6 separate regions of the Mus musculus genome follow, and regions 1, 3, 4, 5 and 6 are each linked to region 2. The links are chromatin contacts, called in public HiCAR-type and promoter capture Hi-C maps. All regions are on one chromosome and are shown on one strand. Each heading gives the region's core, a stretch centred on a gene start, on an enhancer-like site or on the middle of the called end of the contact. The rest is flanking DNA. Distances are from core to core; before and after follow the strand shown.

Region 1 (3,281 bases), core at 295-2,794, 2.5 Mb before region 2:
TTAGTAGAAGCTACACTCTGTCAGCATTCACACTATATTCTGACCCAGGAATTTCTTTTTTGGGGGGTGGTGGGTGGTGGTTTCAAGACAGGGTTTCTCTGTATAGCCTGGCTGTTCTGGAATTTACTCTGTAGATCGGGCTGGTCTCGAACTCAGAAATCCACCTGCCTTTGCCAACTCCCAAATGCTGGGATTAAAGGTGTGCGTCACCACTGCCTGGGCTGTCCCAGGAATTCTTCATCTGACCTCCCTGACACTTCTGGGAGTTTAAAGACATCTTAGGAATCCATGAGATGTTATAAGACAAACTTTTAAACAAAAGGTAAAATCATGCTTATACAAATATAAAGGAATATGGTAAATTTAAGTGGAACTAGTCTGTTTAAAGGAGAAAAGACCAGATCAATATGCAGCATAAAGTCAAAATGAATGTTAACATATACTGGTCAGGGGCAATGATTGGGCAAACATGGTTTTCATCTTTATGTTTTCAACAAGTTACAAAGTTGCAACACTGCCCAAAGACAGTGAATGTCACAGATAATCTGGAAGTAAGCTGTGCTAGATGTAAAGCAAAAGACCATTTTTTTTTTTTTAAATTTTAAATCAAAGGTTTTGTTTGTAAAATCACATACAAAATGTTTCCACAGGTACATGTAAAATTTTCAAAGGAACTCGACAATAATATTTTCCAGGCTTTAAACAAAAAGAAGAGTACCCAAAAGATTGAGAACCAAAGTTGTAGTCACGGCAAACCCTTTAGCGGTCTGGAACTTTGCTCCAAATAATCTTTTAGTGTGAATGTTTTATGAAGTCATTCGGTTTCCCACCACCGCCCGGCTTCGAAAGACTACTAAAAGGCAGTCTTACTTCTTGAGGATTTCCATTCTCAATGAACTCTCCACTCATATTTCTCCTTAATTTCTCATAAACGCACTCAGAACTTAAATTCATTACTGTTAGCCCCTTCTACAACGGCTTTTTCTATAGAGGGACTAGCAAAAAGAAAAGACTGAACTTTAGAATGCAAGTTCTCACAACTGATGTCCTTTGGGAAGACAACCTGCCTAACACCCACAGTTCCTCTGAGCAACCCTACTTCCGCACAGACTCCCCCCCCCCCCCCCCCCCGCAGCCGGGCGTGCCCCAAACACCCCAACCCCAAGCTCGGCCCGCCCCCTCTGTACTGAGCTCCGAATAGCAGGGGCCGCCAGGGAACTGCGCGTGCGCACAACGCACGGCGCCAAACCAACGGCACAGTGGCGACGGGGGCGGGGTGAGGCGGACCGCGGATGGAGGGTGGCCCTCAGGAGACCCGACTGAGAGGAGTTCCCACCTCTACGGGTCTGAGAGGCTCTGCAGGCCAGTAGTGACTTACTCCGTGCTCGTCCCCAGATCCACGGTCAGCGCTTGTGTTCTCCCACGCTTTCCTTCTCCCGACCCCTGCGGTCGGCGGAAATTTGCGTCATTCGAGTAGCGACGCGCTTCTCTCAGCCCGCTACGGAAAGACGGGTCCGAGGCCCAGGGTTCGTTGCTGACGTCATAGGCGGAGCATCTCGGGGGCGGGAGCCACGCGGTGACTGCGCTGGCACGCGGAGTTCCATTGGTGGTTTGCGAACGGCGGCGGGCGGGGCCTCCGCGGTACCGTCCCTGCTTGATGACGTCACTTAAGTTGGCGGGAGAAATTAGAAAGTGGAGTTTATGTCATTGAGCCGGTGAAGTGGAGACTTTTCTCTCCCGTGTTCTAGGCAAGAAGGGTGGACAGACCGGGCGACTTGGCGCGGTTGGGAGAGCACTGGACACTGACTCGCCTCCACGGAAGCGACCCACGAGGCGCCGTTAGAGTGCCGGGTGAGGCGGTCACCATAGCGGCCCATCCCGGTTGTGGGTGTTTTAGGGGCTGACATAGGACCAAGGGGGCCATTATTATTTAGTGATACAAAACCTTGAAGTGTCAAGGCTTGGCAAGTGAAGCTATGTTTCTTTTAGGGATCTGTACTGTTCCTTGTGGTTTAGCAGGCCGTTCGTGGTTTGGAAACTTTCCTGGTTTGAGCGGTGCTGTTCTGAGCTATTGTGACAGTTTTTCATCACTGCAGAGGGCCAGATAGAAACTGTTGTTGGGCTCCAGAGCTGGACTTCCTAACGTAATAGATCAAGAATAGGACCTAAAAGAATAGGACCTAAAATGTTCATTGCTAACTAATTGTCAGGTCATGTCCCTGGAACCACTTGAAGATATGTGTGCTTATGTGTGCTGCTTTTGCATCTGTATTCAGTTCACCATCGACGATTTCAAGATTTCAAAATTTGACCTTATAGTTAACATGGTAGTTACAGTGGCTGCTGCAGCACTGTCCAAGAGATTTTTCTTCCTGGGTGTGGTGGCATATTGCTTGTAATATCCCAGCTATTTCCAGAGGCTAGGACGGGATTGTGCAATATGGTCAGATCCTATTTTAAACAAACATAAAGGACTGGATGCATGTAAGCACTATTACCTAGTTTACATATAGTCCCTTTTGTCAGCCCCTAGCACTGGGTAAAAGAAAGAACAAAATTTTCCTTGCAGAGGAATTATATATTGTATATTTGGCTCTAGGATGTTGTGCTATATTGACTAGGGTATATAGTCAACCCTCTGTACCTGTAATTTCTGGATCTGTATTCAGCCAGTTATAGATGGGAAATAGAAAAAAGTTGTTAGTACTGAGCATACAGATTTTTAAATTATCATTTTTATTTCTTCCTTTTAGACAGTGTCTATCTATGTAGTTAGTCCTGACTGTCCTGGAGCCCTATAGGTAGACAGGCAACCAGGCTGCCTTGAAGTCACAGATCCACCTGACTGTGCATCCTGTGCACTGGAATCAAAGTTGTGTTCCACCAAGTCAGGCTTGTTACCATTTCTTGAACAATGCAGTTTAATCACTGTTTGCATATCATTTACAACCTACTAGGTACAAGTAATCTAGAGATAACTTATTTATGTTAGAAAATATGTGCATGCTCCTATTATATGCGAAACAACTATGACGTTTTATATGTGAACTCAAGTGGCTGGCGCCGGATGTTAATATTTGTGGTCCTGAAACTAGTTCTTGGATAACTAGGGATTACGCTAGCAGGAAAAATTTAAGACACAAGGGGGCCATCTTGTGGTAAGTATAATGATTTTGAAAAATAAAATTGAAGTTGGGTTCTAAGGAGCAGTACATGTTGAAGGGAAAACAATCCATTTTCTGGTATATAGCAAGCCACTGGAGAGATGTTTACAGATTTCT
Region 2 (3,202 bases), core at 571-3,070:
CCGTCCCTGAAACTGTTAAACATTGATTTACAATGTTAACAAACAAAACAAAGCCTAGTTAGCAGTTCCTAGAAGCCTACCTAAGTTGGATTTCCAAAACCTACAAGGTAGAAAGAACCAACTCTCAGAAGTTATCCTCTGAACTCTATGTGCAAGGAGGGGCACAGTCATTTATACCCAGGCACACATAATAGACAAAGCTGCTCACAAACCATGTTTTCACCTGGACAAGTGTGATACAAATGACACCGTTCACCTTCAAAAGCTCTTGATACTAAACAACAACTATAAGAAGCATGAAATATTGATAAGTAAGACCAACCTAGGGATCTTAAGACTAAACCATCATTTTTTTTTAATTGTGAATAAAAAATTCCACCTGATTCTTGGGGTGTTTCGTGTTTGAAAAGCATTACTGATTTTCCAAACTTTGGCTGTAAATTTGATTAGCACGCTGTGTAAACTAGGCCAATGATTTGATGAGTATTGAGTAGTTTTGTTTTTTGACACAGGGCAGAGGGATTTTCTTCGCTTTACTTTGGGAGGGTCTCATTAGACACACTCAACTCTCTAAGGAGGGCCCCTCCCCTACTTAGGAACATTCCAGATATCCAGAGCAGGGGCCAGGCACGCTAGGGTAAGATCATTTCTCAGCAATAACTCCTGCATGCTCGGAGCCTATAACCTCTGTATGAAAGCCACAGTCGTGTTTCCCTACGCAGGCCTTGCATCAAAACAGGGCCAAGCAACTCTGGCACGTTTTCCTAGACTTGAAAGTGAAGCTGGAGATGGGGGACTCTAAAGGTGTTCGCTTAGTTGACACCTGCTACCCCGGGAACACTACACTACTACAAGCGAACTCCAAAGGCTTGAGCAGCAACCGCAGCGGCAAACCACAACAGATCCGAGGCCGAAGTGGGTCGGGGTTACAGTTACACTTCTGCAGCACATTTACATCCTTCTGCCTACAAACTTGAGTGCAAACTAAGTTCCCTTCCAGGCGGCGTGCTCGCTGGGCCTTAAAAAAAAAAAAATCAAAGCTACGTTCCTGGGGCCCGGAAGGATGCGATCCACCAGGTACCAAGGTTGCTCCCAGCCCTCCATAGACCAAGCACTCTGCGGCCCCGGCGTCCTGTGAGCTCTCGGGGCCCAAAGGGTCGCCCGGGGCAACCGGCCGGCGCCCAGGTCGGAGCAGACGGTCGTGCGGGCCGCCGACCCCTCCACTCCGGCCTCGGTCCGCGCGGGAGGGCAGGCCTGGATGGCAGGCGGCCGGCGGCCCCGCCCTGCCGGCCCTTCGGTCGCTCCCCTCGCCGCATCGCGGCCTCCAGGCTCCACCGCGGCCTCGGGGCCCCACCGCGGCCTCCCCGGTCCGGCCCTGCCCTGCCCGCCCCCAGCCACCGCGCAGGCCGCCCGCCCGCCCGCCCGCTCTCCCTCCCTTCCGCCTGCCTAGGCCCCACGCCGCGCCCCGGCCTCCCGCCTCACCGTTCTGCTGCGGCGGTGCCAGGCCGGAGACAGCTCCGCCGAGCTTGGGCGGCATCCGGGCGCCGGCGGCCGGGTGAGGGGACCCGGCGGGGGCCGACATGACGGCGCGGCTGGCGGCGGCGGCTCCTCCGCGGCGGGAGATGGGCGGAGGGAAGGAAGGCGGGGCCGCGGAGGAAGAGGAAGAGGAAGGAACGCGCCCGCGTCACAGGCCGAGTCACTCTCACCGACGACCGCGGCCCGGGCACCCACGCTCGGCCGCGCCACCACCGCACGCGTGCGGACCCCGGCCCAGCCCTCCCGCGCCAGCGCCCCCTGCAGGCCGGAGCTGCGACCACCTCCCCGCACAGGCCAGACTGCGGCTGCGGCGCCGCCGCCGAAGGGAAAGGCGCGGGCCACGGTGGCCGCCGCTACCCGGATGGAGCCTGCGCCCTGCAGTGCTGCAGAGCGGTGCAAAGCTGCGGGCTGAGGTCCCGAGTCCTGGGTCACGCCAGTCCCAGCCCACCCACGTACCCATCCTCGGAAGAGGAAGCCTGGCTTTGGATTTGTTATTTATTCTTGTACAACGCCACCCCCCCCCACTCCAACTTAATTCCAAATTAACAGCGCAATCAAGCTAAATGTTGATTGAAAATGTGTAATTCCCAAGCAGAGAGAAAACATTTCTCTATGACAGATTCCCCATAACAGTGGCAGTAAAGCCAGAACTTTGACCAGTGGCTTTAAACGCTAGGAGAAAGATGAATGCCTAATACTAGGAGAGCTTGAAGACGAACTTTATATTCCCCCCACCCACCAAGGGTTGGCTCCGCCCGCCCGTTGGTGTTTAGGAGAGCTGTGGCATCCAGAAGACAGGTCAGCTTGCTTTGACTACCTTAGTGAAGTCTTAGAAGCAATCTCCCTGGTCCGTTCAGCATGCTGACTGGCAAGTAAAGACTACTTTATCCAAGTCATTTGGGCATCTTGGTCCCAACTAGGTCACGGTCACACAGTGGTGGGTGTGCAACTGCTCAAAAACGTTCGGATTCAGAATGTGATCTAGTAAGATGGCATTTCCGGAGCGCTGGAATCCTATTTACTGGAAGGTTATGCCAACCTCAAAGGTTCGTAGTTCTAGAACACAAAGCCTTCCTTAAATAGTTGCCGTGAGTTAATGACGGATGCCCTATCGAACCGCACTAAAAATAAACTTTGGAGTTCTGAGATTTCCAGCCACATTATGCTCTGTATTCATGTGTATTGTGGCTTTGTTCGCAGCAGCTCAGCCTCCCTGAGCTAGAGATCACACCCCCACTTCATCAAGGAGGTCACAGTTCAAGCCCTTGCCAGGAGTCCTTTGAATTTACTAAAATTAAGGGTGACACCATGTGAGTAAGGGAAGAATAGGCGATTGGCTTTCTGCCTCTGCAATGTGTTCTTGATGTTAGCTGATTTCAATCAGGTGTATGGATATGTTATTTCTTCAGGGAAGATTCCTCACACAGACTGAGATATTACACTTCCATAGATCTCCATAATGTAATGGCTCCAAAATTATTTACTTCCGTTGGTCGGTTGTGTTGGGCCTAAAGGAAACTTCCGTACCCCAAATTCCAAATGGCAATCCAAACATCAGCCTGGACTATAGGAGGGTTTCTGGCAGTTAGATAAAAGGCAGCCTTCCTAACAAACCTGGGAAACTGTTCCCCACTGTGATGGTTTGAGTAGGTATGGCCCCGAAGAC
Region 3 (3,495 bases), core at 943-3,442, 2.3 Mb before region 2:
TGTAAGCTCCCAAGTATGAGTGCTTGGAACCAAGCTTGGGTCTTCTGCAAAAACAGTTGTCAAAGGCCTCTTAACTGGTGAGTCATCTCTCCAGGCCCTGCCATCAGGTTACAAACACTTTTTAAAATTATATTTATGTCTGTGAAAAGTTACACATGAGGGGTGCAGGTCAGAGGCCAACTCTTGAGAGCCAGTTATCTCCTTGCACATATAATGTCTATAATCACTTTCTAAAACTTCTAATTCTAAGTATGCCTTGACTGAGAGGCAGAGGCTCTAACATGAGTATTTGTTTCAGTAGGTGTAGGAGGCAGTGTGTTCCCCACAAGCTGTACTTTAAACATGTAATTTACATGTGTAGATAATATCTACCTGTTAACCATACTAGCCATAACCATACTGTGAGGAGGTGCTGTTGAGAGTTTGAGTAGCAGCTAACTCTACGTTATCTAATGGTTCCATTGTTCTCCTACTTAGTATTCGTCTACTTCTATGATTGTTACTTGGGAATGTAATAGGTGGTGGACTGTGATTGGGACCGACCATTGCAAGTGGTGACTAAGGAGACAGCTGTGGAAAGCGTGGTTGGCATTCAGCGAGCTTCGAACTGGTCTGAGTTGTTCCAGAATCCAGTTACTCATCGCTCTGCTATTCTGTCGATAGGAAACTATTTCTCTGCCTGCAACTCACCTGTCAAGTACTGGGTTTAAGATCAGGGGCTTTGAGGAAGCAAATGGCAAAACTGGGTCAGCTCTGTTGCTGGTCTCATTTTCTTCTTGATGCAAAGCCACCAAGGAACTGGAGGTGAGTATTCTGGCCTCGAGGCCAGAATCAGCAATGTCACTGCTCCAAAGACGAAGTCATAGTAACACAGAAAACCTCTGAGGTTAGATGGTTGTAAGCTTTGACAACAGAACCCATCTTTATGTCTTTTTATGATGCCTGCCTCTCAAATTCCTTCCCTGAGGAAGACATTTACCCCTCCTCCTGAAGTCCAACCATAAAGCAAGGTGTCATTCCATTGGAGTTCATTCTGGGAGGCCCTGAGTTTGTTGTGCTTCCAGATAGGACAGAGTGGGTGAGAAGTTACAGGCAGGAGCATGGGTAGCCCTGAAGGAGCCACACTAAGAGGAAGGTCTGCTCAGCCTAGCATGGATTTTATTTCCATGGACTCCTCTATAGACTCCCCTATGACCATGTAGATGGTCCCCTTGTCCCCTGTCCTTCTCCACTTATGTAGTCTAACTCTCCCTGAAGCCAAAGGCACTTAAGGGCATTGCATACAACTGGTTAGGAGGAAGGGATAGACATTTGGGTTGAGGGTCCCAAGACCCTCCTCAGCCCTTCCTCCACTGAAGGAAGTCCTCAGTCAACAAGTCTAGCTGGGATGATCTTTTGTAGGAGGGCACAGATGATCTGATGATGAGTTTGGCTCAGAAGTGTGCTCTCTCTCTCTCTCTCTCTCTCTCTCTCTCTCTCTCTCTCTCTCTCACACACACACACACACACACACACACACACACACACACACACACACACACACACACACACAGAAATCGTAATTCAAACGGGATGGAAAACAGTTTTATTCTGGAGCCAAGTATGAGTGACCATAGCCTAGAAACATGGATTTAGGTTATCCTAAATTCCATGCATCGACCTGGAAGCAGTTTCATGAAGTTTTTATAGAAACAGAACAAGAAAAGTCATAAATCAAGATGCTTTTCAAACGCACTGGTGTGGACATTAACTGGGTCACTGCAGCACTGTGGAAAACCTCGGCTGTAACCCTCTGTTGTGGTTCGATGACTTTTGGTTAGTGGGGAATTAGGGCGCTGTTAACAGACTCCAAAAGGTGTTACCTGTAGTCAGGGTGTTAGGTTCTAACATAGAGGGGAGCAAAGAATCACTATGTAATGAGCTTAAAAAAATAGCCTAAGATAAATTGCAATTAGTTTCTGGACATTGTCAATTCTAAAGGCATTGAAGTTTCTACAGGCAGTTTCTACCCAGGAATTATCCACAGAAGGTAGCCGTGTTCAAAAACATCACCGGGCTATTTTAAAACTAGTTTTAAATCCCCGCTAAGTAAATGAAACAAAACAAAGCCCAGGCTTCCTAAACCCTCACAAACAAGGCTGACCCAGTTCCTAGAGGAAACATGATGTTCAGTGTGGGCTGTGAATCATGCTGCCAGGGTTTATCTTCATTTCCCATGGATCCTGACACTTTAGTTTCATTTTTCTTTGTTTTGAAACTAAGGATTAAGGCAGTGCCTCCTACACGGGACCTCTGTAAATGAAGCTCAGCCTGAGGGGGACCTCTGTGAATGAAGCTCAGCCTGAGGTGTGGCGTGCAGCCCCTCTTCACGTGCTCCATTATGTAAGGAGTAGCACCGAGCAACTGGGCCTCCTATTTAACGCTCTCTGTGTTAAAACAGTTCTCTCTCCCATGGAACTAAAAGGGAAGAAGAGAGAAGTTTACTTCTGAGCCAAATTTGAGTAACCATATCCCAGGATTGCCCAAAAAGATGTTTCATAGATGTGGGTACATGAGTTTTTTTTTTTTTTTAATCAGTCAAAGAACAAAAAAATTGGTGGGGCTAGTAGGTAGTGGGGTTATAGTCTTATCTTCTGGATTGGTAAAACTAATCTGCTAAGGTTCTGATGGCCCTAAGAATGGTAGGTGAGGCAGAACTGTGGGTAACGGAGGTTTTCAAAGGGACTACAAAGAACACAAGAGAATTTAGCTCTGCAACATTCTAACTTCCTCCATCATTAAGTTCTAATCAGCCAGGCAGGCTGGTAGAATCCTCAGAACTGGGTGGCTTAGATGTTACTATGTCTAGGAGCCAGGGAAAGGGTCTTCAAATAAACGTATCATTTTTAACAAAGAGCTCATAACAATAATTTTCAAATTGCATCTCATTTCTCCTTTAAAGTTTTTTTTTAAGGACGTTAAGTATCATTTTGCTGAAGTTGGTTCTTTCACAGAACTCCATTTTTTTTCTCTCTGCAATCAAATTACTAATAGGAGATACTAAGTAAACAAAGATAGCAAAATATTGTATTCAATGTATCTTCTAAAAGAAAACAGGCTTCTTTTTTAAACAATTTATTTTTTTATGTGCATTGATGGGTTTTGCCTGCTTGTTTGTCTATGTGAGAGTGTGGGATTCCTTAGGACTGGGGTATCAGACAGTTGTGAGCTGCCACCTGGGTGCTGGGAATTGAATCTGGGTTCTCAGGAAAAGCAGCCAGTGTCTTAACCATTGAGCCATCATCTCTCCAGTCCTCACTAGACCAGCTTGTTAGACGTTTGTTAATAAACAATGAGTGGTGTACCTGCATCTAAAGGAAAACTCGAAGTCTGTCCTCGGCTGGAATACAAAAGTACAATTTCAATTTACGTCATTTTAGAGGTAAACAGGAGAATCTTCTGTAAGTTCCCTCACATCACCCCTCAGCCCCCTCCAGCTACCCCACTTCTCTGAGA
Region 4 (3,240 bases), core at 162-2,661, 2.3 Mb before region 2:
TTGGCAGGTGTCATGTAAAATCGGTAGCATGGGTATTATACTTTGGGGACAGTGTGACTCAGGTTTGAAGCTTCTACAGTCACGAATGCTCTCAAATGTTCAAGAACATTGAGGGCAAAGTAAGGCGCATGGAGACCTGTGTAGGCTTGAGCAGAAGCAACAAACAGACACAGGAAACTCTGAAATAGTTTTTAGCTGTGACGTCTCATCAGGCAAAGGTCAATATTGTCACTTTTAGGAGTGTTAGAAGCACACAGTTTTTTCAAATGCCAAGAAGCAAGTATTAGGATGGAGGTGACATTGTGTTGTGACATAAAATCTGCTCATCTGCTCCTGCCTTTGTGCTGGTACCTGCTGTAAATACTAACAACTTCAGAGGTTTTAATTTGTGACTTTCCAGGCTAGAGTGCTACTTTCAAATGTTACAATTTTTTAATGATAGGACCATTTTACCTAGACACCCAAAGGAATTTAATTTTTTTTATGTGCGCTTTCTTTGTAACCAAGACTTGCCCACACCCAGAATTTCTGTCCCTACTCCCCAAGTATGCTGAGTGACATTCACACAACTGTGCCCTGGCAAGAAATTACTGACTCCATCGTACAAGCAAGCGGCAGCGTCTTTGATAGCTTCCTATGTGCTCCAAACCCAGTTTCAAATCAGTAGTCCCCACAATCCTTTAATGCCCTCATCAGACACTGATTTTGTGAGCAGTAAGGCTAGCAGGTCTGGCAAGTTCTGTGACTAAGTACATTGCTATTAATCCATATATATATATATACATTAAAGGGTTCATATTTTTCTCCTCTTCACAACAACTGAACTGTAGGTAGCCTTTCCTCTGCTCTTTTTTCCCCCCTGTCCCTTCTGAGGAGCTTCTAGAAGCGCAAACCTTTCTAAGGGCTCAAGAGTTACTTAAAAGCAACAGAGACAGAGGTGGCACCAAGTCTACCGCAATCACCTTTGAGAACACTCTGCCGCCCCCATCCTGCGAGCATCTGCACCGCACCTCCTGCAAGTTTTCATTTGTAAGCTGATACTCACTCAGAAAATAACACTTCAGAGCAGCAGTCTGACCCGGGAGAGTCTTTATTCCGGTACAACCTCCCGGAAACACAGCGTTTCTCCTCAACAGCTTCTGTTTCAGGAAACGGGAATCTGAAAAGAAAAGTCCTTCCTTGCTCAGACCGTGCTTGTCTAACGCCACGCCAAGACACGCCCCGTTAGGGACTGTTGCGGGAAAGGTCTTCTGGGAGTCGTGTTACTGACTCTGGCACCGTCCACCAGGAAAACCCCAGCTTGGCCTCAAGTGCAAATAAACGTGTTGATACACGTGCCTCTGCGACGCCTACTTCTCCTCTGCGCTCCAATTCCGAGATCGACCCCCAAAAGGGGACAAGGAGAGCTTGTCTTTTGATGACATCAAAATAGTGTCATTATGTTCCTGCTTTCTCATTGGCAGTCTCTTCCTTCACTCTTGGATGACTCCATCTCTGCCCTACTCCAAATAAGGAGTTTCCCTGAACTTTCACAAGGAAAGGAACTTGTCTGATAACTGGTTTGTCTTTCAACGGTCGAAGCAAATGAAATCTGAGACTCAAGTTTTGATAAAAAAACATGTCAAAAGTACATGAAAAGATGTTAAAATGTTTATCAAAAAAAAGACATTTTTTATTGGAAAAGTTTTAAGAGGTCAACAATATTTTAACTTTCTCGAGCCTTTCTGAGCCTGCTGTGCTGAGGAAGTTTCTTTAGAAAGAATAGGAATGGACTTTCTTTTCTTTTTAAGGTTTATTTTTACTATCTTATGTGTATGAGTGTTTTGCCTTCATATTTGAGGAGGTGGTGAGCCTCCGTGTGGGTGCTGGGAATCGAACCTGGGCATCTTTACAAGGGCAACAGCAACAAGTGCTCTTAACCGCTGAGCCAACTCTCCAGGGCAGGAATGGATCTAGTAATACCAACAGGAAGCATTTGGGTAAAGCCTTTGGTACATGACCCAAGAAATGAGAACAGAAATCTCTCCGCACCTGGGCAGCAAATGCTTTAGCCAGTTGGACGGATTCCAGCTCTGCTTCTCAACCAAGTGGAAGGAACGATCCAAGCGGTCAAAAGCTAGATTGCCTAAACACTGACTTGTGATCGGCAATAATTCTTCACCCATGACTTTAGAAGTTGTTCGACCAGCCAGAGTGATGGTGTGCTCTTTTAATCCTAGTATTTAGGAGGTAGAGACAGGTAGATCCCTGTGAGTTCAAGGCCAGCCTGGTCTAACTAATGAGTTCCAGGACAGTCAGGATTACACAGAGAAACCCTGTCTTGGAAAAGAAAAAGCAAACAGGAAAAAAAAAAAAGTTGTTCAAGTAAGAACATAGAATTACTATAACAAAACTTTCCATTTATTTACATAACTAGAGTTTCCTTTTTTAATGTATGTTCTTTCTTGGAATGTTACTTTATTGTAGCTATAGATAATGTGCATCTGTTAACTAACTTCTAAGTACCATAAATATCATTGAGAAATGCACTTTTAAATAGCACTCTGTTATTCGGCATTCATCAAATATGTAACTTTGTATTTATCTTTTAAATAAATTACAAATTAAAAATACATGTATTGTAAGCATTGAATAGGCCTGTCTTTAGAATGTTTATTCAATAGTGTCTGTAGCAAAAAAGAGAAATAATTTTAATATATATATATATATTACTGTATATAAATGAGAAAAACACAGAGATATAAGAGCAAGTTTTGTACTATGAGAAAAGTCTATGAAGGAAACGTAATAGAAACAGAAACTTAGATAGAATAATATAAATTTTCACAATTGTTAAAAAAATCTTCATGCCTTTATAGAGAGATGTTAGGGGTGCCAAATTATTTGACATATAATTTTGCTTGGCCTTTAAAAGAATATGCATGGGCCTTATGGCACACACCATTAATCTCAGCACTTGGGCTTGGGGCAGATGCAAGTGAATATCTGTGAGTTCAAGGCCAGTCTGGTATATAGAGTGAGTCCTAGAGGACTACATAGTGAGATCTGGTCCCAAGGAGAGAAGAGAGAGAGAGAAAGGAGGGAGGGAAGGAAGGAAGGAAGGAAGGAAGGAAGGAAGGAAGGAAGGAAGGAAGAAAAAAGAAAGAAAGAAAGAAAGAAAGAAAGAAAGAAAGAAAGAAAGAAAGAAAGGAAGGAAGGAAGGAAGGAAGGAAGGAAGGAAGAAAGAACATGTAGAGTTTT
Region 5 (3,523 bases), core at 433-2,932, 2.2 Mb before region 2:
CCCTAGATGATAGGCTTTGTGATACTGTTGCCAAACGATTGATCACAAAAGTTTGCTTTCTGCATTATCGAGTTGGGCTGTACCAGTTCTGAGCTCCTGATAAGAAGTTCCCAGGTGCTGATATAGTAGGATCTCAGGTGTGTTTTTTTCCATGAGTGTGAGGACTTAAGAGTATACAGGTAAAGTATGTAGCAAAATTACAACGACACAAGCAACATGCAGAAGCAGGCAGGAAAATGAAATTTCATAGTACAATAGAGGAAGCAGGCATGTGATAGGGTATCTATTCTCTAGAATGTATATTTAATTTTTTGTTTCATCCCCTTTCCTTGTTCTAGTAACAATATCAGTAAGACTAGAGTTCCTGGCGCTGTCCATGTCATTGTATTGCTAAGGTCCAGAGATGGTTAAGGGAAGGATTTCACATATGCCATTACAACCATTTGCACATTTACTTTTGGAAAGGGAGTTTTAGTTGCTGGCTGTGTTTTCCAGTTGAGCAAGAGTAAGAGGAAATCAAGACCTTCTCTATTGAGACATGCATGGTACAGTTTGGTAAGAACACCGCCCGCAAGGGCACCAGCAAGATCTCCTAGCTACCAATTTATTTGCTTCAGTCACTGGCTCCTATATTGTCACATAGATGAATAATTACTGTCTACACGGTGATCAAGCCCACATTAGCATTATTTTTGTTTCTTAAGTAATGGGTTTTATTAATGTATTTAGTTATTAATGTACTTAGTGATATTAGAGGACAAGTTACAGGTATTATTAACTGATGATTCCAGAAGTCTAGGCTTACTTATGTGATTTCTAAAGGTCTTTGTATCTGGGGGATTTTTGAGTAGCTAATTACTGTACTGCCTGTAAAAAAAAAAAAAAAAAAATCGTCCCACGTAGAACTCCATCTTTACATTCAACTGCTAGTCTAGTCTTACAGATATCTGATGTTATAATTTCCCTTAGTCTTCTCAATGATATCCAATTCTGAGAACTTTAAAAGTACCCAGTTTCCTTATTATGTCTGTTACTAAAGCTTCCTTCCCTTTGGTGCTCACAGCAGGCAATTTTCTTTTTTTTTTTTTCCTTTCCACTTCTAAAATGAAGTTCAGCTCTGCTCGGTGGTGCTGTGAAACTTGCTCTGGGAGAGTCCCGGTGTCACCTAGGCACCGACCCGTGCTTCCCGATCCTCTGTGCGGGCCGTCCGCCCACCCCGTCCAGGGCGCGTGCAGTGCTCGGAATTCGAGCGCACGGCGCGCCCACGTAGCGCAAGTTGCCGGGTGGTTTTGAGGTGAGGCTCCGGAGGGCATTTCCACCGAGCCCGGCCCCGCCCGTCAACCGCTCGCCGCGTGCCCAGCCGCCACCCCGCGGCCCGCGCGCCCGCGCTCACCTGCTCGCCCTCGTCCTGCGGCCGCCGGCGCCGCGGGCTCGCCCCGTGCTCCGGCTCCTCAACCCGCCCGGCCGGCGCCGCCCCGTCCTCGTCGCACTCCCCGCCGGCGCTGCCGGCGCCGCCCCGCAGCAGCTTCCTGGCCGAGCACATCCCACCGCCGACTCCGGCCGCCCGCACGGCTGCCGCTGGCCACACCGGGACTCCCGACGCACACGGGAATCCTTAGAAGCGCGCCCGCCGGCCTGGGGGCCAGAAGTGCAGGAGCCGCCCGCCCCTCCTGTCAGCCGCTCGCCCCACCCCCAGCTCGGGGGCGGAACCCCGGGGGCGGGGGCGGGAGGAGGGGCGGGGCCATAGCGGACCGCGGCCCAATGAAGGCGGGACCTGGTGGGTTGGGCAGGGTACTGGGAGGGGCGGGGCCAGGGAGGGGCGGAACCAAGGGAGGTGTAGCATTATTCCAGTTAGTGCATGAAACTATGAATGAGGCCATAGGCTCCTGAGGGAGGTTGTATGTGTCTGACACCTATTAAAGTATATGACATCTGTGAAATTGTGTATCTGTAACTATCTGTACACAACAGACAGATATCCTGTGGTGTGTGTGTGTGTGTGTGTGTGTGTGTGTGTGTATGTGTAAAAGACAGAGAGAGAGGAAGAGAGAGAGTGTCAGAGGTGAGGAACACTGTAACAGACTACATGAGGGAGATTATGTATGAAATCGGCCATAGGTGCATGAGGGAGATTGTATCTGACAGGTTTTTAATGCATGTGAGAGCCCATGTGTGATTGTGTGTGAGTAACTATACACACACACACATACACACACTTAGATGTTGTGTTTAGTGTGTGTGTGTGTGTGTGTGTGTGAGAGAGAGAGAGAGAGAGAGAGAGAAGGAGGAGGAGGAGGAGGAAGTTATGTGTTGTGAGAAAGTGTGTGTAAGAAACATTGTAACAGACTGTAACCAAGTGCTTACAGGAGATTATATGAAAAAGACCATTAGATGCATGAGACCCTGTCTGATAGAGTATTATAAAAGCCTGTGTCTAATTGTGTGCCTGTACACAACAGATTGTGGAAGACTGTATACCAGAGTCTTTTGTGACAGGACAGTGTGGGAGATCATAGGTGTTGAAAGTTTGTGTGAGGATGTAGGTATACAGAAGAGGGCAACTGAGAATAAGAAGCTCATATGAGAGGGAGCTGTGTGCATGAAGGTGTGGGCACATGTAAGAGGTTCTGGGAGTGTGAAAGACCACCCAAACACACAGTATCCCTCCATACCAGCTGCAGCGGGCGCTCAGCTGTGCCTGGGTGTGCTGTTGGCTGCTTGTGCCTAGGAAGGAATGCAGGCTCTCTGTCGCTTGTTCCTCCCCTTTTGCCTCCTCTCCCTAAGCATCTCTGAGTGACCATGCCTATTTCTCTCTGCTTCCTAGTGTGTGTGGCTTGTGGGAGCCCTGGGCTCATTTCCTGGTCTCTCTGCCGTAGTGTGCATTTCTAGAAATGGTTTAAAAATTCTCAGCGACTGGTAAGAGAGAGAAATCGAGTTTCTTTTTCTTTTTTCTTGCTAGCCCATCATATAAGGGTAAACTGGGGGGCATGAAAGTAAAACAACGAATGGTTTTGCTTTCCTTTAATCCGTGCATTGAGGAAAAGGTTATGGTGTAGCTGGTATATCAGACTGTCGATGGAAATTATTTCCTATTTAACAAATAGGCCCAGAGACGAGTAACTCGTTTGGGAAAGCCTCTTTTAAAATGCCTTCAGGGGCTGGAGAGATGGCTCAGCGGTTAACAGTACTGACTGTTCTTTCAGAGATCCTGAGTCCTATCCCCAGCAATCAGATGGTGGCTCACCACCATGTGCAATGGAATCCAATGCCCTGTCCTGGTATGCAGGTATACATGCAATAGAGCACTCAGATACATAAAATAAATAAACCTTAAAAAAAGAAAAGACTAGTACCCAAAATGTCTTTAGGCCCAGCCAAGGAATTAAATAGGCAGGGACTTACAGGCTTATTTTAAAAAGTGGTTTTGTTTTGTTTGGGCTAGGCAGAAGCTTGTCCCTTTTGCTCACACCTAACACACACACTCTCTCTCTCTCTGTGTACTCAGTGTCTCACAAAAACACCC
Region 6 (3,519 bases), core at 663-3,162, 2.6 Mb after region 2:
AATGTGAGGACAATGTGCTCCATAAACACTCACTGACATTGATCCCACTGCTAAGTTTTTAAACCAAGCCTTGCTAAAACCCATAGAAGACCTGAGGCTGTTTCTGGTGAAAGCTCCTATTTATTCTAGATTCTTATCCCCTTACTGGAGAGCCCTTTTTTCTCTTTACTGATGAAGACACAGGAAGTTCTAGCCATATTAAATGATGACAATGGGGGGAGAAAGTAAAATTGATTACTATGAAGGGATAATCCATGCTTTTCTAATATTATGACTTAATTCAAAACCTTTTCTCCCAGTAGAAGACATACATAAAATGCAAAAGGCTTGGCTAGGCCTCCTGTTATCACAGTGAACAATCTTTTATCATTTCATTTTTAAAATAAGTTAACCAATCACTTCAACCACACCATCACGCCTACTTCCAATTCAAGAATGCAAATAAGAACAATAACTAATGGACATTTGACATTGACATTTACTCTCCACCATGTAAGATATCATTTTATACACCAGGAGAAAGTATATGTATTGTCTGGATTCATCCAATTATTATACGGCAAAACCATGATTTTAACTTATGTTTGTCATTCTGAAATTCACACAATTCACTCAAAATGTTTCCCAAAGCCTAAATGCTTTCATTATTTGGGAAACACACTCAAGACCTGACTGGACACTTAGGACCTTTATTGAAGACACTGTTATGTTCCCTTTGAGGTAAAACAAAAGCCTCCTAACTGATCTCCTTTCTCACTTCTGCCCCCAGTCTAAGAGGGCTATGGAGTAACCCTCTTAAAACGAAGCTGGGTAACATTACTTGGCCTTGGAAAACCTTCTATGGCTTTCACTCCCCCTGATTAGCCCACACTCTCTGTCTGCATCATGAATCCCCTCTCTCAGTTCTGAGCCCACAGGCATTGGTCAGACCCCTTCATACTTTGGTAAGTTTCTGTTGCATGGCCTTCGCAATGGCTTGGCCTTATGACTGACTGTACTTCTTGAAGGTTTTCTCTATTGTTAATTCTATTTGTGTCACCTCCTTCCTAGAAAGCCATCTTTTCCTTGAGAACCTTCTCTGGCAACCATGTCAAATAATCTACCTTTTTTTTTTTATGGCTTAATACCTTTTCTGTGCAGTACTTATAATCTAAAATATTTAAGTATAAAATGCCAACACTAAAAAGCGTTTAGTGCTTGTTGCAGGGAACCCAAGCTCAGGGCCCAGCACTTACACAGGAGCACACAATCACAGGTAACTCCAGGTCCCAGGGGTCTGATGCTTTCTAGCCTCCGCGTTTACCTCCACACAAGTTTTGCACAAAAACTCACTCGGGCATGAACACATACCCATAAGTAAAACATATCAATATTAAAATACAGAGTGTTCACCTTACTTTTAATGCTGTACTTCAACAATAAGCCCTAGCCGAGAGGCAACGACTGGGATTTTTGTCCGTTTCGTTGACAGTCATTTCTACTTAGTTTATGGATCTTTACCCAATAACTAAACTGTTGCCGGGAGTATAGTGGTAGCTGGTGTTTCTAATATCTGTTGAAATCAAGGAATCTCCTTCTTCAACCCGTCCTCACGTACAAACACTGGAAATCCTTTGCACTCTCACTTAAAAGGAAACAAGGTAATGCATTCACCCCCTGCCTCCAGTAGCATGCTCTCCCTCGGCCACGTATTCATTGCCCAAACTAAGTTGAATCAAAAGGGGGCACGTGGGTGGAGGTTTTGACCGCGCTTCCCACTACTACACAGAAGGTCAGGTTCTTTTTCCCGGGTGAGAAAGGGAAGAACTCTGGATCGGGACACTCACATGAAGCGGTGACCCAACCGCAGCTCTTGAGCAGCCTCAGCCGGGAGAAGGAAGGGCCAGCCTCCCGCAGTCCCCGGCAGCGAGAAAGGACCCAGGAGGCTGTCCCTGATAAATGCCTGAGCGTTTCACAGTTTCACCGCTCATCGGCCGTCCGCTGCCTGCGCCAGCTCTCTCCCTGTACCACACTGAGCTCCCATCTCCCATTTCCTTCCTCCCTCCCTCCGATCTTCCCTCACTTCTTTCTCACTCGCTACATTTGGCTGTCTGTCTGGGCAAGGGACAGGCGGCCGGAAGTTTTGGGGTCTTCCCCCGGGGTTGCGTCTCGGCGATGTGACGTCATGAGCAGTGGCCGACCCGAGGCGGCGGCGGGGGAGGGGGTGCTGGGCGCTGTCAGTGGAGCGAGGTGCGCGCTCACCCTCGGGTTCTGAGCCGGGGACCCGGGAGGCCCGCGCGGACGGAGGCGTGTCGCTCCGGCTGTCACCTTCCCTAGGCGGCCTCTTGTAGACGCGCCTGAAATGCAGGACACGGCCCACTAAGCACTGCCAGGCATAGCTTCCGCGCTTAGGAGCTCAACCCCCCAATCTCTGCGTCCCCAGATTCAGGCAGGTATTCTGGTGTCGCCGCTTGCCTGGCGTTAGTGGGTGGGACTTGTGGGACAATCAGGTACTGTGAGTGACCCGGCCATTCTGCAGGAACCCATAGAACCAATCTGTGGAGCTGCTTGCTGTTGTGTTTGTCTCCAAACTTCCTTCTCCCTGAAGCCCAAGTTCACCGAGTCTTAGAAATGCAAATACGATTTTACTCTGGATAAAATCCACGTCTCCCCACTACCCCTCTTTTTTCCCCCCTTTTCTCCTCCTCCTCCTCTTCTTCTTCTACATTTTCGACTCACGTGAGTCATCTCCAATCTCTTTAAGAGTTTACATTGTGTCTTGTTCATTATAGGTGCAGGCCATGTTTGTGGTTTTCAGTGTTCTGGCTACAGAAACGTCAGACTTAACGTAGAAGTTTCAAAGTATTCCCTGAGTAAATTTTCCAAGCCAACTACCTGCCTACATGGCTTTCTCTTGTAATCTCTGACTTCATCGTTTTCATTTTTCACTCTCTTCTAGTTACCAAGTGTGAGCACCTGTGTGTGTGTGTGTGTGTCAATTTTTTGTTCGTGAGCTTCATGCACACCAGAGAGATAGACTGATACTGAAATTTGTTTTCTTGCTTGTGGTTTATCTTTTTGAGTCATAAACACTTGTCTGATTTTTCAGTTGTATGTTATTTAATGTCTATAACGGAAAATCTAATATATCATTGTAAAAGTTAAATATTAAAATGCTGAGGTTATGTCTCACCTTTCCTATGACTTCAAGCCTGCTATGTAGATATAACTTTCTGTAATTTTGCATCTACTCATTGAATAAGAAGTTAAGATTCAAGTAGACTTAAGCTAGCTCACAGTATCGACAAGATTCAGAATAGTGGTCATAACTATTTTCACATGAACTTTTGAGTATGTGTTTTGACTCCTCTATTATGATGAGAATAGCACTGGCTCTCTCCATTTATCACCAAGAAAACAAATTCGCCTGTGTTACCAAGTTTTCAGGTCCATTAATTCTGAAAGCCTATGGGAGACTTTATTTGGCTCCCAATGAACAGAGGAGCCTTGTGCTCTACAGGCTTCTTGTAGAGCAAGTCT

What was found. Promoter capture Hi-C pulls out the DNA fragments that hold promoters and counts their contacts. HiCAR-type assays count read pairs that join an accessible place to other places. Capture Hi-C pulls out chosen DNA fragments and counts their contacts.
Region 1: a promoter capture Hi-C map of liver shows a contact between it and region 2, with 5 times the contacts expected there. The contact joins the promoter of Larp7 here to the promoter of Sec24b in region 2. A contact is called at or near these places in 2 of 39 promoter capture datasets (neutrophils and pre-B cells), 2 of 484 Hi-C or Micro-C datasets (both in CD4 T cells) and 2 of 9 other capture datasets (adipose tissue and liver).
Region 3: a contact with region 2 is called in a promoter capture Hi-C map of the 3T3-L1 cell line, with 5 times the contacts expected there. The contact joins the enhancer-like site here to the promoter of Sec24b in region 2. A contact is called at or near these places in 5 of 39 promoter capture datasets (the 3T3-L1 cell line, the C10 cell line, liver and 2 more) and 2 of 115 datasets of contacts at active chromatin or transcription factors (astrocytes and large pre-B cells).
Region 4: a contact with region 2 is called in a HiCAR-type map of astrocytes, with 5 times the contacts expected there. The contact joins the promoter of Alpk1 here to the promoter of Sec24b in region 2. A contact is called at or near these places in 5 of 39 promoter capture datasets (the 3T3-L1 cell line, liver, pre-B cells and 1 more) and 2 of 115 datasets of contacts at active chromatin or transcription factors (astrocytes and large pre-B cells).
Region 5: a HiCAR-type map of astrocytes shows a contact between it and region 2, with 6 times the contacts expected there. The contact joins the promoter of Fam241a here to the promoter of Sec24b in region 2. A contact is called at or near these places in 4 of 39 promoter capture datasets (hippocampal neurons, liver and pre-B cells) and 1 of 115 datasets of contacts at active chromatin or transcription factors (astrocytes).
Region 6: a contact with region 2 is called in a promoter capture Hi-C map of adipose tissue, with 3 times the contacts expected there. The contact joins the promoter of Aimp1 here to the promoter of Sec24b in region 2. A contact is called at or near these places in 2 of 39 promoter capture datasets (liver and pre-B cells), 1 of 484 Hi-C or Micro-C datasets (CD4 T cells), 2 of 115 datasets of contacts at active chromatin or transcription factors (astrocytes and thymic regulatory T cells) and 2 of 9 other capture datasets (adipose tissue and liver).

Annotation. Positions count from the first base shown.
Region 1 is chr3:127,551,805-127,555,085 of GRCm38.p6, forward strand. It overlaps Larp7 (La ribonucleoprotein domain family, member 7), which reads right to left and starts at 1,545. Exons shown (of 13, transcript NM_138593.2): 1 at 1,379-1,545. It overlaps Zgrf1 (zinc finger, GRF-type containing 1), which reads left to right and starts at 1,685. Exons shown (of 26, transcript NM_197997.2): 1 at 1,685-1,851.
Region 2 is chr3:130,059,087-130,062,288 of GRCm38.p6, forward strand. It overlaps Sec24b (Sec24 related gene family, member B (S. cerevisiae)), which reads right to left and starts at 1,821. Exons shown (of 24, transcript NM_207209.3): 1 at 1,483-1,821. The coding sequence starts at 1,582.
Region 3 is chr3:127,800,784-127,804,278 of GRCm38.p6, forward strand. No RefSeq gene overlaps it. Among named protein-coding and RNA genes, the nearest start is that of Tifa, 13 kb to the left of the region's middle. Within about 2 kb of position 2,193, at least 34 of the 459 cell types and tissues checked have an H3K27ac peak or open chromatin away from gene starts, as enhancers often do. A contact at or near this core is called in liver, where this site is marked.
Region 4 is chr3:127,779,116-127,782,355 of GRCm38.p6, forward strand. It overlaps Alpk1 (alpha-kinase 1), which reads right to left and starts at 1,412. Exons shown (of 14, transcript NM_027808.1): 1 at 1,046-1,412.
Region 5 is chr3:127,894,641-127,898,163 of GRCm38.p6, forward strand. It overlaps Fam241a (family with sequence similarity 241, member A), which reads right to left and starts at 1,683. Exons shown (of 2, transcript NM_027482.3): 1 at 1,394-1,683. The coding sequence starts at 1,543.
Region 6 is chr3:132,681,967-132,685,485 of GRCm38.p6, forward strand. It overlaps Aimp1 (aminoacyl tRNA synthetase complex-interacting multifunctional protein 1), which reads right to left and starts at 1,913. Exons shown (of 7, transcript NM_007926.2): 1 at 1,827-1,913. The coding sequence starts at 1,828. Tbck (TBC1 domain containing kinase) reads left to right here and starts at 2,178. Exons shown (of 26, transcript NM_001163455.2): 1 at 2,178-2,428.